Linked DNA regions of Pan troglodytes: regions 1, 2, 3 and 5 are each linked to region 4. The links are chromatin contacts, called in public HiChIP or PLAC-seq maps. All regions are on one chromosome and are shown on one strand. Each heading gives the region's core, a stretch centred on a gene start, on an enhancer-like site or on the middle of the called end of the contact. The rest is flanking DNA. Distances are from core to core; before and after follow the strand shown.

The links. HiChIP or PLAC-seq counts read pairs in DNA pulled down with a chosen protein or histone mark.
Region 1: an H3K4me3 HiChIP or PLAC-seq map of stem cell-derived excitatory neurons shows a contact between it and region 4, with 2.6 times the contacts expected there. The contact joins the promoter of DLG4 here to the promoter of EIF4A1 in region 4. A contact is called at or near these places in 1 of 7 Hi-C or Micro-C datasets (stem cell-derived neural progenitor cells) and 1 of 1 datasets of contacts at active chromatin or transcription factors (stem cell-derived excitatory neurons).
Region 2: a contact with region 4 is called in an H3K4me3 HiChIP or PLAC-seq map of stem cell-derived excitatory neurons, with 6 times the contacts expected there. The contact joins the promoter of ELP5 here to the promoter of EIF4A1 in region 4. A contact is called at or near these places in 1 of 7 Hi-C or Micro-C datasets (stem cell-derived neural progenitor cells) and 1 of 1 datasets of contacts at active chromatin or transcription factors (stem cell-derived excitatory neurons).
Region 3: an H3K4me3 HiChIP or PLAC-seq map of stem cell-derived excitatory neurons shows a contact between it and region 4, with 4 times the contacts expected there. The contact joins the promoter of DVL2 here to the promoter of EIF4A1 in region 4. A contact is called at or near these places in 1 of 7 Hi-C or Micro-C datasets (stem cell-derived neural progenitor cells) and 1 of 1 datasets of contacts at active chromatin or transcription factors (stem cell-derived excitatory neurons).
Region 5: a contact with region 4 is called in an H3K4me3 HiChIP or PLAC-seq map of stem cell-derived excitatory neurons, with 4 times the contacts expected there. The contact joins the promoter of SLC2A4 here to the promoter of EIF4A1 in region 4. A contact is called at or near these places in 1 of 7 Hi-C or Micro-C datasets (stem cell-derived neural progenitor cells) and 1 of 1 datasets of contacts at active chromatin or transcription factors (stem cell-derived excitatory neurons).

What each region holds. Positions count from the first base shown.
Region 1 is chr19:17,727,665-17,730,364 of NHGRI_mPanTro3-v2.0_pri, reverse strand. It overlaps DLG4 (discs large MAGUK scaffold protein 4), which reads left to right and starts at 1,444. Exons shown (of 21, transcript XR_010153192.1): 1 at 1,444-1,532; 2 at 1,721-1,819; 3 at 2,079-2,119. It overlaps ACADVL (acyl-CoA dehydrogenase very long chain), which reads right to left and starts at 517. Exons shown (of 20, transcript XM_016931411.3): 1 at 292-517; 2 at 141-216. The coding sequence starts at 353.
Region 2 is chr19:17,760,364-17,763,063 of NHGRI_mPanTro3-v2.0_pri, reverse strand. It overlaps ELP5 (elongator acetyltransferase complex subunit 5), which reads right to left and starts at 1,403. Exons shown (of 9, transcript XM_016931417.4): 1 at 1,045-1,403; 2 at 530-700; 3 at 294-354; 4 at 126-206. The coding sequence starts at 623. It overlaps CTDNEP1 (CTD nuclear envelope phosphatase 1), which reads left to right and starts at 1,495. Exons shown (of 9, transcript XM_016931418.4): 1 at 1,495-1,932. The coding sequence starts at 1,831.
Region 3 is chr19:17,743,725-17,746,424 of NHGRI_mPanTro3-v2.0_pri, reverse strand. It overlaps DVL2 (dishevelled segment polarity protein 2), which reads left to right and starts at 1,371. Exons shown (of 15, transcript XM_009431731.4): 1 at 1,371-2,328. The coding sequence starts at 2,135. PHF23 (PHD finger protein 23) reads left to right here. Exons shown (of 5, transcript XM_016931415.3): 4 at 1-467; 5 at 557-1,359. The coding sequence ends at 771.
Region 4 is chr19:18,083,641-18,086,340 of NHGRI_mPanTro3-v2.0_pri, reverse strand. EIF4A1 (eukaryotic translation initiation factor 4A1) reads right to left here and starts at 1,348. Exons shown (of 11, transcript NM_001098575.1): 1 at 1,312-1,348. The coding sequence starts at 1,334. It overlaps SENP3 (SUMO specific peptidase 3), which reads right to left. Exons shown (of 11, transcript NM_001205128.4): 11 at 2,212-2,700. The coding sequence ends at 2,644.
Region 5 is chr19:17,791,094-17,793,793 of NHGRI_mPanTro3-v2.0_pri, reverse strand. SLC2A4 (solute carrier family 2 member 4) reads right to left here and starts at 1,291. Exons shown (of 11, transcript XM_024350204.3): 1 at 978-1,291. The coding sequence starts at 1,010.

The sequences.
Region 1 (2,700 bases), core at 195-2,694, 360 kb after region 4:
TTGCCCTTTCCCCTACTTTCGGCGACAGAGCAGTAGGCAGGTACCTGGCACCAAGAGGGAGATCCCTGCCGACGGCGGGAGGCGGGCGCCGAAGCGGACCACCGCTCCCACACCCCCTTGCCAAGGCTGCGGTGACTTACCTGAGCGGCACCCCCGGCATAGGGCCGCCGGGCAGGGCCGGGCCGGGGCTGCCCCAGGAGCGCCGTGAGCCGCGAGCTGTGGGGAGTGGGGGTTCAGTCCCGGCCCGGTGCCCAGGGCCGCTGCCCACCGTCCCTCTTGTCACACACAGACCTTCCGCCCCCGAGCCTCAGCAGCTGCCGCCCCAAGCTCGCGGCCATCCGAGCCGCCTGCATCTCCGAATCTCTCCGGGCGCCGCTGGCTCGAGTTCTGACCCAGCTCTGGCGTCCTGCACGCCCAAGTCCTGGCGTCCTGCACGCCCAAGTCCTGGCGCCCCTAGCCCTGACTCATCGTCCACAGTGCACCGGGCGGCGGACGGTTGCGGGCCCCGGGGCATGCTGGGAGCTGTAGTTCCCTGGAGCCCGGCCCTGCGTTCCGCTGACTTAGAGGGATCTCCAAGCGTCCCTCGTCTCCTCCAAACTCCTTAATCCTGCCCGTCCGACCTAGAGTCTAGACCTCCGACGGGGTGATGGGATAGGATGGGACAGAAGAGGAAGGGGCTTAAGTCACTGCAGCCAGAGGGATGGAGGTGGACTGAAGGGAGGGCTTCTCCGGTGGGGTTAGAAGGGAAAAGTAGGGAAAGAGAAGTGTAAGGTAGATGGCAGAGGTAGAGACATGGAAAGACAGACTCTAGGGTTCCTGATGAAATCTATCTCGGCCAACACAAAAGGGAGGGTACAGTGGTGGGGGGCACCCAAGCTAGGGTGTGAGTACCCTAAGTGTATTCTTCTGAGATGTAGGCCATTTCACTAACTCTTGGAACAGCTACAGTTTCACAGTAGGAAGACCCCCCCCAGATTCACTGCCCCTCCCTTAATAAAGCCTCTGAGACCTTCCTGAACATTCCCTTCTGTCTCTGCCCTCTGTTCCTTCCAGAGACCATGTGCCCAGGCAGATGGATTCCTCCCGGGCCTGAGAGGAACTGCAGGAATTCTCCTGCCTCTTACCCGTAAAACCCCAACTTCTCTAGCCCTAGGTCAGGAAGTCCCAAACAATTTCTACCCCTCTTTCTGCAATTCTCATTGGGGTGAGAGGAGGCCCAGGAGGAGAGAGAGCTGGGCTCAGCTTCTTTTTGAGCTGCTGGAGCCCTCTGTGAGGAGGCCCTCTTTGCTGGCTTCTCAGGAGAGTGTGGCTAGGTTCTGCCTGCCTATGGGAAGAGGGGGCCAGGGTGTGTGGAGCAAGATGGTGGCGGCGCTGGTGCCTTGGGACCTGGGGGAATGGGACAGCTGGTCGGCTCAGAGACGGCCTACTTTACTCACAGCTGGAATTTAGTGGGGAGAAGCAGCTCAACTCCAATCCTGGAGGATTAGGGAGATTAAAGTGAGAGAAGAGAGAGATGTCCCAGAGACCAAGAGGTGAAAAACAGGGCTCCTTGTGGAGGGGAGGTCTGGGAGCGAAGTGGGGGGCTGGGGCTCGGAGATCCTTCTCCCCAAATCTTTCCATAGGGGCTGGGGTGAAGGGCACAGTCTGGGGAGATGAAGTGACAGTGTGTTCATCTTCCTGTGTTGGCGTCTTCCCTGTCCCAATTCTTGCATCTCACTAGCTCCCAGGTCAGCCCTCTGGCTCCTGGCACCCCCACTGCTGCGGTGGGCACCCCCCCTCCTCACAGTGCTGCATAGCGACCTCTTCCAGGCCTTGCTGGGTGAGTAGCCCGTTTTCTGAGGGACCTGGGCCTCCAAGGGCCATTACTGAACTTCGGGGGCTGTTTGGGAGCCCGGAGATCATTTGGTCCAAGCTGGAGCACCATGCAGGGTCCTGCCTATGGTGTCCTCCATGAGTGTGGACCAGCCTTGGCTGAAAGGGCTCCTCCCTTGCCAGCCAGCCAGCAGCGGTGATGACAGGGGTGATGTGCCTGGAGAGGCCTGGGGTGGGGAGGTAACTCAGTTCTGTTCCTGTGACAGACATCCTGGACTATTATGAGGCTTCCCTCTCAGAGAGTCAGGTAAGGAGGTGGGGGCGAGCGCCTAACTTCCTGAGGGGCAGGCAGGGCTGGAGGGGTGAGCCAAATATCGCTAATATTACCTGGAAACTTGGGGGCCCTGCTGACAAAAGCCTGAGTCGGTGGCCCAGGGACTTGGGGCACCGAGAATGCACTCTCTGTGGTCCTGTACCCACTCTCCCTTTCTTCCTTGTTTTCTTTGGCTGCCCCAGTTTCAGGCACTAAAGAGTCTAGGGCTTAACTTTTTAGGTTTCCCCCTGAGAAACCTGAGGGAGAACTAGGCCCCCAGGGATTGCCTCCTTCAGCTCCTCCCTCACACCCGACCCCCTACCGCCTGCCGAGAGGCCTCCCTCCCGTATTCAAATAACCGTGGGTGCTCCCAGCCCAACTATAGATGCTTCCTTCTCTAAGAAATGAAATCCAGCCTCATCGTCTTTGCTGTCATCGCTGGTGGCTGGCCAGGTCTCCATGTTTGCCTCAGGGCCTCTGTGCTTCTGCTTCTATCTCCTTTCCCGTTATCCGGGTTCCTGCCAGCACAGAAGGAGTTAACTCTGCCAAGGCACCCCCCCCATTCTGGCTCCTAG
Region 2 (2,700 bases), core at 154-2,653, 320 kb after region 4:
ATCCAATTCTTCAATGAATATTTAAGGAACTGCTACTACATACCAGGTTCTGCGCTTGTTGTAAAGAAATTTCCTTAGCAATATAGGTCTCAAATTTAATCAAATCTCTTCCAACTGGTACTTACCGATTGTTGATATCAGAGTCAAAACCTTCACGAAACTCTTCCTCGCTCACTTCACAGCCCAGGATATGCACTTGCTCCCCACTAAGGCAGAGATGAGAAGGGATTGTCAAAGAGTGGGCACAGGTGCCCTATCCAGGGTAGGCCGGGGAGACACTGTGGGATACTCACCACAGTGCAGATTTCTTGACAAGCGCCTTCAAGAGACTGCGCCCCTCCCACTCCACGGAATCTGCAGAGCGAGGGACGGATAAAGAGTATGAGAGCGCTGGGATTACCGCCTTCGCGAACCCGTCGCGATTTCCACACCTAGCCTGTGACCCCTGGCCCTTCCTGCCCACTTCCGTCCCCTCAGCCAGGCCCGAACCGCACCCCCCCCCCCCCCACACCGTGCCTCTGGCTCTCACCCCGAAGCAGCACCAGGCCGCCCAAGGCCAACAGCGAGTCCAACATCTCCAACTCGCGTCCGGTCCCTGCTCTGGCGCCCTCTGATGGCGTCATGACCCAGTGTCCCGCCCCCTCGGGGTGAAACGGGCGGAGGACTCGGGCGTCCTCCCACCATTAAGACCTAACATAGTCTGGAATGAGAGGTGATTATGTTCAATATTCCCAGGGGAGCGCTCACGCGGAGGGCCCCCGTCCCCGAGCCCTGGCGCACAGTCGTGCGGACAACGACCCCGTCTACATTTTCACTGTGACCGGGGCGGGAAGAGCAGTGACGGCAGTTGTCAGTGGGAGGGGGAGGAGGACCCACAAGCCCCCCGCGAGGGCCCTAAGCGCGGGGCCAAGTGCCGTCACTCGCCCCGCCCACGCAGCTTGAGGCGGGGCCTGCTTCGCCTCAGGCCCCGCCCCGCGGCCACCTTCTGCGCGTGCGCAATACTGCAGCCTCGTTTGGAGTGCTTTTGGCTTTCCTTATACCTACCCCCCATAGACCGCGCAGGAGGAACTTAGTCCCGGTGAAGCGAATACACGTCACCACCGGAAGTAGTGTCAAAGGGGAAGAGGAGGGGGAAAGACAGGAAGAGGGAGTCCTTTGGACGGTAAAATGGCGCCTGTCAGAGTGGGAAACCCAGCTGCAGAGGCTGCAGCCCCGCTCCCCAGCGGCTAAAGGACCCCCGAGCTCGGGGAGGGGGAGGCCGCTCCGGCCCAGCGCTCCGCGCCCTCCGGCTCCCCCTCCCCCTCCTTCCCTGCTCCTTCGCTCTGCCCGCCCGTTCTCCGCTGCCGCGGCCCTTTGCGCGCCGCTGCCCCCGCCCTCCCCGTTCCTGCGGGCAGCCCCCTAGCGCGCCTGCGCAGCGGGCCACTCTCCGCTTTCCCCCCCTCCCCCTCCCTTTTCCCTTCCTCCCTTTTCCCTAGCCCCCTCCCCCACTGCCCCCTCCCCCAATTATCCTTCCCCTTCCCTCCTGGTCTCCGAGGACCCCATCCTAGCCCTACCTGTCTCGGCCCGCAACCTCCCCGAAGCCGTCGGTGCCACTCCCAGCCCATGTGGGCCCCCGCGGGCTGCCCACGCCAGTCCCCCAGCTCCCTGTTCCGCTGGGCTTTCCCCTCGCCAGGGGTGGCTTTCTGAGCCGCCCGCTCCGTGCCCCTCTCTGCAGCCTCTCCTGCCACTCGGGGCCCCCGTTCCCCCTCCCGGCGGCGGGGGGCTGCCCCCGGGGGGCTGGCGGAGCTGGGCCGCGGGGGCCCCGGGGCCGGCGGTGCCGGGGTCATCGGGATGATGCGGACGCAGTGTCTGCTGGGGCTGCGCACGTTCGTGGCCTTCGCCGCCAAGCTCTGGAGCTTCTTCATTTACCTTTTGCGGAGGCAGATCCGCACGGTGAGCCAGGGTGGGCGCTGGCGGTGTTGAGGACGTCTGTCCGTGGTGCTCAGGGGTTTTCGGAGTGTCGGGCCTCTGTTTGGGCCTAGGAAGGGAATCCTGGCTGGGGCTTTTCTCGCCAGAGAATTGGGCACCCTAAGCGGGGCGAGGTGGGAGACCCTTGTAATAGAACCTTGCCCTTGGGGGTTTTGATGGAGCTAGATGGGTCAGGATTTGGCAACTCTTGGGGGCTAAGGTGGTGGGTGGGGCGCTGTTTAAGAAAGCTGGAGTTGTTGCTAAAGAAACCAAGAGGCGGGGAACACCTGTTTGATGACAGCCGGATCTGTGGATGGGGGCTTGGGAAAGACCCTATTTGGAACCTCGGTGTGTGTTTGGTCCCATAACAAGGAAGAGACAGACTTGTGTGTCAAGGGTGGAGGTGGGTGGGAGGGCATACGTTACAAACAAGGACTGGAACTTGGGAAAGCCCTGGATGTGAAGGAGAAACGCCTGCGGTTCCCATTAAGAGAATTCCTTCAAAAAGGCTGTGAAAATTTATTTCATAGTGTGAGTGTAGGTATCTGGATTTATTGAAGACTAAAGCAGATGCTTTTACGATGGGCCTCTTTAATTGTGGGAGGGAGTTCAAGGTGGGTGCTGTGCCCACCATTGAAGTTTGGGTGTCCCTGTCAGAGGACAGCGCTGGGCAGTTGTAGGGCTTGAAAACGAGGACGTTTGCTTCTCCAGGAGAGCCTAGCATTCTGAGGGAAACTGTCCGGATGGACCCAA
Region 3 (2,700 bases), core at 122-2,621, 340 kb after region 4:
TCCTCGAAAGAAGGACCGAAAGAACCGAAAGTTGGGGCCAGGAGCTGGGGCTGGCTTTGGGGTGCTTCGGAGGCCTCGGCCAACTCCTGGGGATGGGGAAAAGAGATCTCGAATCAAGAAGAGCAAGAAGCGGAAGTTAAAAAAGGCAGAACGGGGGGATAGACTCCCACCTCCTGGGCCTCCCCAGGCACCCCCCAGTGATACAGACTCTGAAGAGGAGGAGGAAGAAGAGGAAGAGGAAGAAGAAGAAGAGATGGCAACAGTGGTAGGGGGTGAAGCCCCAGTCCCTGTGCTGCCAACACCCCCTGAGGCTCCTAGGCCCCCTGCCACAGTGCACCCTGAAGGAGTCCCTCCTGCTGACAGTGAAAGCAAGGAGGTGGGCAGCACTGAAACAAGCCAAGATGGAGATGCCAGCTCCAGTGAAGGCGAGATGCGGGTCATGGACGAGGACATCATGGTAGAATCAGGTGAGAGGTTTGGGCTGGGGCGAGGGGTTTGAGGGTGTTGTGGATCCAACAGCTCAGGCAGAATACCAGACAAACCTTTTTTTCCCCAGGTGATGACTCATGGGATCTGATCACATGTTACTGTCGAAAGCCCTTTGCAGGGCGGCCCATGATTGAGTGCAGCCTGTGTGGGACGTGGATCCACCTCTCCTGTGCTAAGATTAAGAAGACCAACGTCCCCGACTTCTTTTATTGCCAGAAATGCAAGGAACTGAGGCCAGAGGCCCGGCGGTTAGGGGGGCCTCCCAAATCTGGAGAGCCCTGATGGCACCAACTTTAGCCTGGAACTTCCAAATGACAACATGATTTGGGAACTGAGCCTCAGGGTCCTCAGCCTATCCCCTGGAGCTTGGATACTGTCTGCACTTCAAGGCAGGAATTCCCAAGGGAGACTTGTTTGAAAATGAGTGTCTCACTTTCCTACCCTATCCTTCCTCCCCACTCTGTGGACTTGAAATTGAACCCATTACGGTTGGGGATGGGAGGCTGTCTGTGTCCCGACACATAATCTCTGTCTCTTGGACCTGCCACCATCACTTTCTGGGTCAGGATTGGAATTGGGATGGAATGGGACAGTTGTCTATAAAACTCTAGTGTAAATATTAGCACTCCCCTCCCTCATCTTTTCTTCTATTTCACTCCCCATTTATTTTCTTCTACACCGGTTGTATTTTTAATTTTGGACTTCCCCTATTGGGCATGGCAGCTCAAAGGTGGAGTACTAGAGCCTGGCCAAGTGAGGAAGGAAAGCAGAAAGGTGACGATTCTCACTCACCTCTTTTGTTTTTAATAATATTGGCCGCTGTTTGTACAGACAGCCTGCGTGTTGTAAATAAAGCAGAGTGGGCTCTTTTGTGTTTATAGCCCTCACTGTCCTGCTCGGGAGGGAGGCTTTGGTGGCTGAAGACCAGCTGGAGGTGGGGCTGAAACCCACCTCTCAAAGTCCAATCTGAAGATATCACAGCACTGGGCCTTTCCCACCCCAAGACAAGTAAGCCACCTTAGAGCTTTCATTGTATTTGGCCCTCCCCACTCGAGTCTAGGAACCCCCACGGTCCCCACCTTCACTCCCTGCACGCGCACTCCTGCGGGTCAGAGTTGCTTCGTGCTCCATCGTGGGTGGGGTAAAGCGAGGTGGGAGCCGATGGTCCGCTTCCTGAAGGCACAGGCCAGCTTAGCCTGGGTGCTCAGAGGACCTCGGCTTGGGTACACGTTTGGGGGCTGGGAGACCGTTGCTGAAGGCAGCGATCATGTGGCGGGGGCACTAGGCGGAGTCAGGCGGTCACGTGATTGGGATGGGATCACGTGACGGAGGGCGGCTGAGGAGCGCGGGGTGGGCGCCTTTAAGTCACGTGACATGAGGAGAGGTGGGCGGGGACCTGGCGGACGCTCGCGGCGTCGGTGGCGGTGGCGCGCGGCGGCCGCTGAGACCGGGGCTTTGAGTCGCACCCCGCGGCCCGCCCCCCGCCGCCACCCTCGCAGATCCGTGCTTTTTTCCCTTTGCTTCTCTCCCGTACTGGGTCAGTCCTGTCCGCGCTCGCGCGTCGGTTTGCGGGTGTGCGCAGGCGCGGCAGGGGCCATTAGCCCCTTGGGTGGGCGGTGGAGCCCGGGAGCGCGCGGGCGAGACCATGGCGGGTAGCAGCACTGGGGGCGGTGGGGTTGGGGAGACGAAGGTGATTTACCACCTGGATGAGGAAGAGACTCCCTACCTGGTGAAGATCCCTGTCCCCGCCGAGCGCATCACCCTCGGCGATTTCAAGAGCGTCCTGCAGCGGCCCGCGGGCGCCAAGTACTTTTTCAAGTCTATGGATCAGGATTTCGGGTGAGCGCAAGGCCTAGATAGGACCGGCGGGGGCTTTGCTAGAGTGGATTGGGCGACATGGAGGGGCACACATCTACTTTGGGCCACACTGGGATTTTCTGGCCTATGGTGGAGCAGATTGTACTATGCTGAGGTAGGTTGACTATCCCAGGATGGACAAGGTTATGCTTGGATAGATTGAGGCACACGGACAGACTAGGATATCCTAAACCAGATTAGACAAGATTAGGCTTTACTGGAATAGGTGGGGGCATACTGGTTTATTTTGGAGTATTCTAGTCTGTACTGAGTAAATTGATCCATTGTCTGGTTGTTTAGTACGTTCTCAGGAGTCCTGTAACGCCTGTAATCCCAGCACTTTGGGAGGCTGAG
Region 4 (2,700 bases), core at 99-2,598:
TGCATGATGCCATCAACCTGCTCTCCCAGATCCAACTCCCACCAGCTCCCAAAAAGTACCCAAAGGAGGAGTTTCTATAAAACTGAGGCATTTGCCCCATGCAGGCAGCGGCTCAGGCCAGGCCACCCCCGACATAAGGGGGTGACCCTTTCTGAAGACAGGCTGGCAGGCGTGCCGCCGCGCTCACGGTGCCCAGAGGTGGTGCTTGCCGCCGGGTCCACGTGGGCCCGACCCAGCCGCTTAAAGCCCAAGCGCGTGCACCTCCCACCGCAGCACCAGCGCGCTGGAAGTCCCGCCCTTCACCTCCCAGATCGGAGGGTAGGACATCCCCTTCCCCCCACGTCATCCCGCCCGCGCCCTCCCCCACTCCCTCCAGCCGAAGCCCCCCCTCGCGTTGCCCGGATGTGGGAGGCCGCGGGCGGTGGCGGCCTCGCGCACAATGAGCCCAAGCCGAGCTAGCAAAGGGGGAGATTGCACAACACTTAGAAGCGAAGCAGACTGGGGGAGGGGAACGCCTCAGGCCACCATGTGCTCGCTCCCTCGACCACCCGGCGGCGTCTCCCAACCCTCCATGGAACAATCCACATCCCGCCCGCCCCCGTCGCGAAGTAGCGTCGCCCTCCCATACCTCAGGCCGCTCACCCCCGAAGGAAGGTGGACCTGCCCATCCGCAGTTTGCCAATAGCCCGGCTTGTGCGGCAAAATGGACCCGCCCGCCCGGCGCCGGGTGGGCTCCTGGTGCCTCACGCGGCCGCTCCTCGGGGTTAGGCTCAGTCCTGGCCGTCAAGAAAACCAGCACACTGAACGGCCGGTTTCTTCTCCCCGACCCGTGCTTTAGCCGCGACGAAGTGACTGGATCTAAGGACCAAGCACCCCCGCCTCTCGCGAGTGGTACCGTCAGAATGCTCCGGAACCCCGCGCGCCGTCCCTCCCCCGGCACAGGGAGGCAACCGGACCTGCCGGCTCTGGGCCACACATAGTGGCGGCCGCCTCCACCTTTCTTTCCCACGCCAGGTCGCGACCCCGTCTCGCCACTCAGCGCCGGGGCTTCGCGCATGGCACCGCCTCGGGTCGAGGCCTCGTAACAGACCTCGCACGCCTGACCCTAGCCGGGCTGTCCCTGCCCTCCGCCTCGACCTGGTGGCCGCGTCGGCCGTGGATCTTCCCCCTCGCCCCTCCAGGTCGGACCCTCCCCCCACCCGGCTCGGTTTCTCCCGCAACCCTGGTGGGCCTCTCAGCTACCCCCGGCGGGCCCGTCGGAAGGGGGCGGCAAAATAAGCAGCCACAATCTCTTGCAAATGCCTTTCTTACCGGGAATCCTGGCTCGCAGACATGATCCTTAGAAACTAGGGCGGAGTGCCCGCCTATCGACAACTTATAGAGCGCCCGACTCCGCCCCGGCCATCGCATTGGTTTGGCCGCCCCGGCCCCGCCTGCCGGCGCTCAGCAACTCGGCACGACGTTAGTTCCTAGTCGCTCCGGCCCGCAGGCACCATTGGATAACTCGAGTGCCTATCAAGGTGAAGGCCCGCCCCGCAGCCTCATTGGCTGGAGGGCCCGCCTTTCTCGCCGGTACGGAAGTGACATAGAGGAGTCAGGCCTCGAGGCCTGGCAGCCATCTTGGGGCCCTGCACTCTCACACGTGCGGAGGCGACAGTGCCTTGGTCATGTGGCTCCGTAGGCCCTATCACGCAAGGGGGGCGAGGTCTCAGCCTCCAGAGGCTTCCGGGCTCTGGGGGTTATCACTTCCCTTTACTTCTGCTCCAGGTTTCCACTGGACTCAAATTATTTGTTACTTGTTTTCCCCTGTAGCAGAGATGGATTCGACACTGCCTGGACGTGTGCCAGGGATGAAGGAATCAACAGCGATATCGTAGGGATGGGAGGATTCCCCTGGCTGGATGGTGGAGGGATGGAAGAAAACTGTAAAGGGCTTTGGGGTACTATCATGAATCCTGGTTGGTCCCCTCCCCAGTCCCTTGTGTCCAGTTCCCCAGCTTCCCTCTCGGATGCCCTTATTCTTGAGGCTTATCTACTTTCCCTCCTTCCTGCTCTCTGCTCCCATCTGGGGGACTTGTTTGGGTGAAGACAAGGTGTTGGCAGTGCCTGAGCCAGGGATGGAAAGCTGAACCCTTTAGTCTCAAGAGCCTGGCTGGAAGGTCTGAGCTAAGCATATCCACTAATTTGAAGCCCCTTAAGGAAGACCACCACTTACGTATCAACAAAGGATCCTTTATTGACCAGAGCAGGACCGTGGCATTTATATATATATATATATATATAAAAAAAAAAGTTTGAAGATCTGGCAGGCAGTGATCCTATTGTCCGCCCACCACCCCCAGCACTGATTTCCTGCTCCCTGCACAGGGAAGGGGGAGGATGACTGCTCCACCCAGGCCACAGGGCCACACTCCCCTGCAAACAGAGGAAGAAAGGGGCTTTTCTGTAGCCACCCCCTGCACATCAGAAATCAACAAGTATTCTCTCAAAGAAAAAAAAATACAGAAATTGAAACATTTAAATATGAAAAACCAAAGGGAAGTGAGTGGGAAGAGGCAAGAGAGGAAAGGAACTGGAGTTTCTTGGGAAGGGACTCCCATGTCTCCCTTCCCATTTATGGGCTTGGGGTCTGGGGTACGAGGCTCACACAGTGAGTTTGCAGTGACACAGCTCCTTGTAGATCTGCCGACGAAGTTTGGG
Region 5 (2,700 bases), core at 42-2,541, 290 kb after region 4:
TGTGTGACCTTGGCCAAGTCACTTCCCTGCCCCGAACCTGAGTGTCCTCTGTGAGATGGGGGTGATGTTGCCTGCCTTGCCTACCTATCTGTGAGAGTGTTGTGAAAATCAACATCACATGTTAACAATATCCTTGACAGTGCTGGTTTCATAAATTAACACGTGCATTATTATCATCAGCCACTGTCCTCTTCCCTCCCCTCTGGGGGTTCTGTCAGCCAGCTCCAGGAGGCCCCCAACAGGACCAAGAAGTGCTGTTCCAGAAAGGACATCCCGGTCATCTAGGGGTGGCCTTCTCTATCTACGTCGTGGCCTGCCCTCCCCCTCTAACCTCCGTGCAGGGAGGGCGGTCCAGGGGTTCTGCCTGGGAGAGCCATGCCCAGGGGAGGAGGGCAGGAAGGTGGTGTGAGGGGCGGTGGCAGTGGTGGCCGCTCGCTGGCGGCACAGAATGTCTCCAAGCGGAAACCTGAGCTGGGGGAGGGGGGGCTGACAGTCCCCTCTGCCCCTCCACCAACCATGGGGCCAAGGGAAAGTTCAGCGTCCTGGAGGGCGGCCAGGAGTGGGGGTGGGGGCCCACGGAGAGCCTCCGGTCCTCGAAACACTGCCCGTGAGCGAAGACGGACGGACAGCTCCCGGAGGGCAAGACCCGCCTGGATCTGCTTTCCCGAGTCGGATCGAGGGCAGGGTGTCCCCGATTCCGGAGCGCCGCGCCGCCTACTAGGCAAGGGGGTGAACCCTGGCTCGCAGAATCCACTTGCTGCCTGTGCCCCGAAAGGCCCTCCAGACCCGCTCTGCCTTTTGGTAGAATTGGAATCTCACAGTCACGAGTTGTCCAGGCCGGGTATAAATAGCCAGCCCCCTACCTTCACCCCCTGCGCCTGCGCAGGAACCACCCCCAGCTGACCCCAACCGCGACCCCAGCCCAAGAAAAGCGGGACCCGTGCCCCCCCGCCCCGCCCCCTCATGATGAATCCTACTTCGGAGCCTATCTGTTGGAAGCCCGACGGCATCTCGTCTTAGAAGAGCTGGACGCGCAGGGGCGGCGAAGATGAAAGAACCGATCCGGGAGTCTCTGACCCCGGCCTGGCGCGCAGAACCTGCGGAGGCCGCGGGGGTCCCGGAGTGACGTGCGAGGGCGGGCCCGATGGGACCCACAGCCACAAGCCAAGGACCCAGAGAGCAGTGGGGCTCCCGCGGATCTGGTGGAGCGGGGCTGGGGGAAAAGACGCGAGGAGCCCCCGCCACCTCGCTCCTGCCCCCGCGGGCCACGCCCTTCACAGCACCCATTGGCCAGGAGCCCGCACACCCCAGAAGGCCACGCCCCCTCCGCCTGGGGTTTAGAGTTTGGCTGGAGTTGGTGGGGCGGGGCAGTGAGGCCACGCCCCTCCGCGTGGCTGGCGAGACACGCCTCTCGGGTTCCCGCCAGCCTCCGACTGGGAAGTTTTGAGAAAAGAGTCCCTGGAACAAAAGGCCCCGCCCACCCACGTGTTGGGACTCCGCCCACCAGCTAGGATCCCGGGCTGCAGAAGCATCTTAAACTCTGCGGGTCTGGACAGTGGGGTCTGAGAGGAGAGGACGGGCCAGGTGTACTTGCCCCGGGGAAACTCCAGCGGCCTGAGACCGCTCGCGAGCCGGCGCGCGGGTTGGGAGAGGAGCAATGCCCCAAAGTAACCCGGGGCTGCTATTTTTAGCTCCCACGTTGGGAGCCTCCAAATGTCAGGTCCCGGGCGTCCCGGCCTGTCCCAGGCGGGGGCGGAGAGACAGGGAGATGACGCCTTAAAGGGTCCGCGACATGCTTCCCACGCGAGTGTGGCCCTGGGGGCCAGGAAATTCCGTTCCCACAACGGGTCTGGTGGCCGGGCTGCTTGGTCCTGTCTTTCAGTGCCTCCCTGCTCCGGGCACTGTCTATCCCGCCCTTCCCCTACACACATTCCCCAGGTTGGTTCCTGGAGCCGGTCCGAGGGACAAGTGGTCACACCAACCACACCACCAGCCCTGAGGTCTCTGAGCCTCTGAGGTCTCTGAGCATATGCTGGCCGCGTGAACGACACGCTCTCTGGAGGCTGCTCCGGGTTTGGATCCTCGGCCAAATTCTGCCAGGCAGAAAGTGCGCGACCTAGGGTCGGCGTGTGGGGAGAGAGAACCCGAAATACCCAGAGCGTGGCGAGTGTCTGGCTCAGAAAACGGGCTTCGGAAGCGCAGGGTTGTGCTGCCACCTGGAGGGAGAGCGAGGAGCCGCAGTGGATTGCACTTGGAATCTCAACCCACTATCTCTCGCCTTTCCGCCACCCTAAGGCTTCAGTGACATCTAACCCAGGCCCTTCTCTGGAGCTGCAGATCCAGGTGTTCGTTACCGCCCGGATGTGGCAGCTCTAGTGATCAGCATGTCCAAACCTGCTCCTCCTCCTAACTTCCTTATTTCAATGAATTACCCGCCCAGTCACCCCTATGGTAGAAGTCATGCTCGATTCCTCCTGTCCTGCGCCGCTCTCCTCGTTTATCCAGTTAGTTTCCAACATTGGTGCTTTAACCTCCAAAACTCTCTCGCATTCATCCGATATTCTCCGTGGCGGCTGCCACTTCAGTCCAGATCACCATCACCCTCACTGGTCTTCCTGCTCCTCTTATTTCCTTTATGACGAGGGCAGAGAACAATTTTCCAAGGTCCAATCTCATCTCTCAAGCAAGAAGTCACTGTCT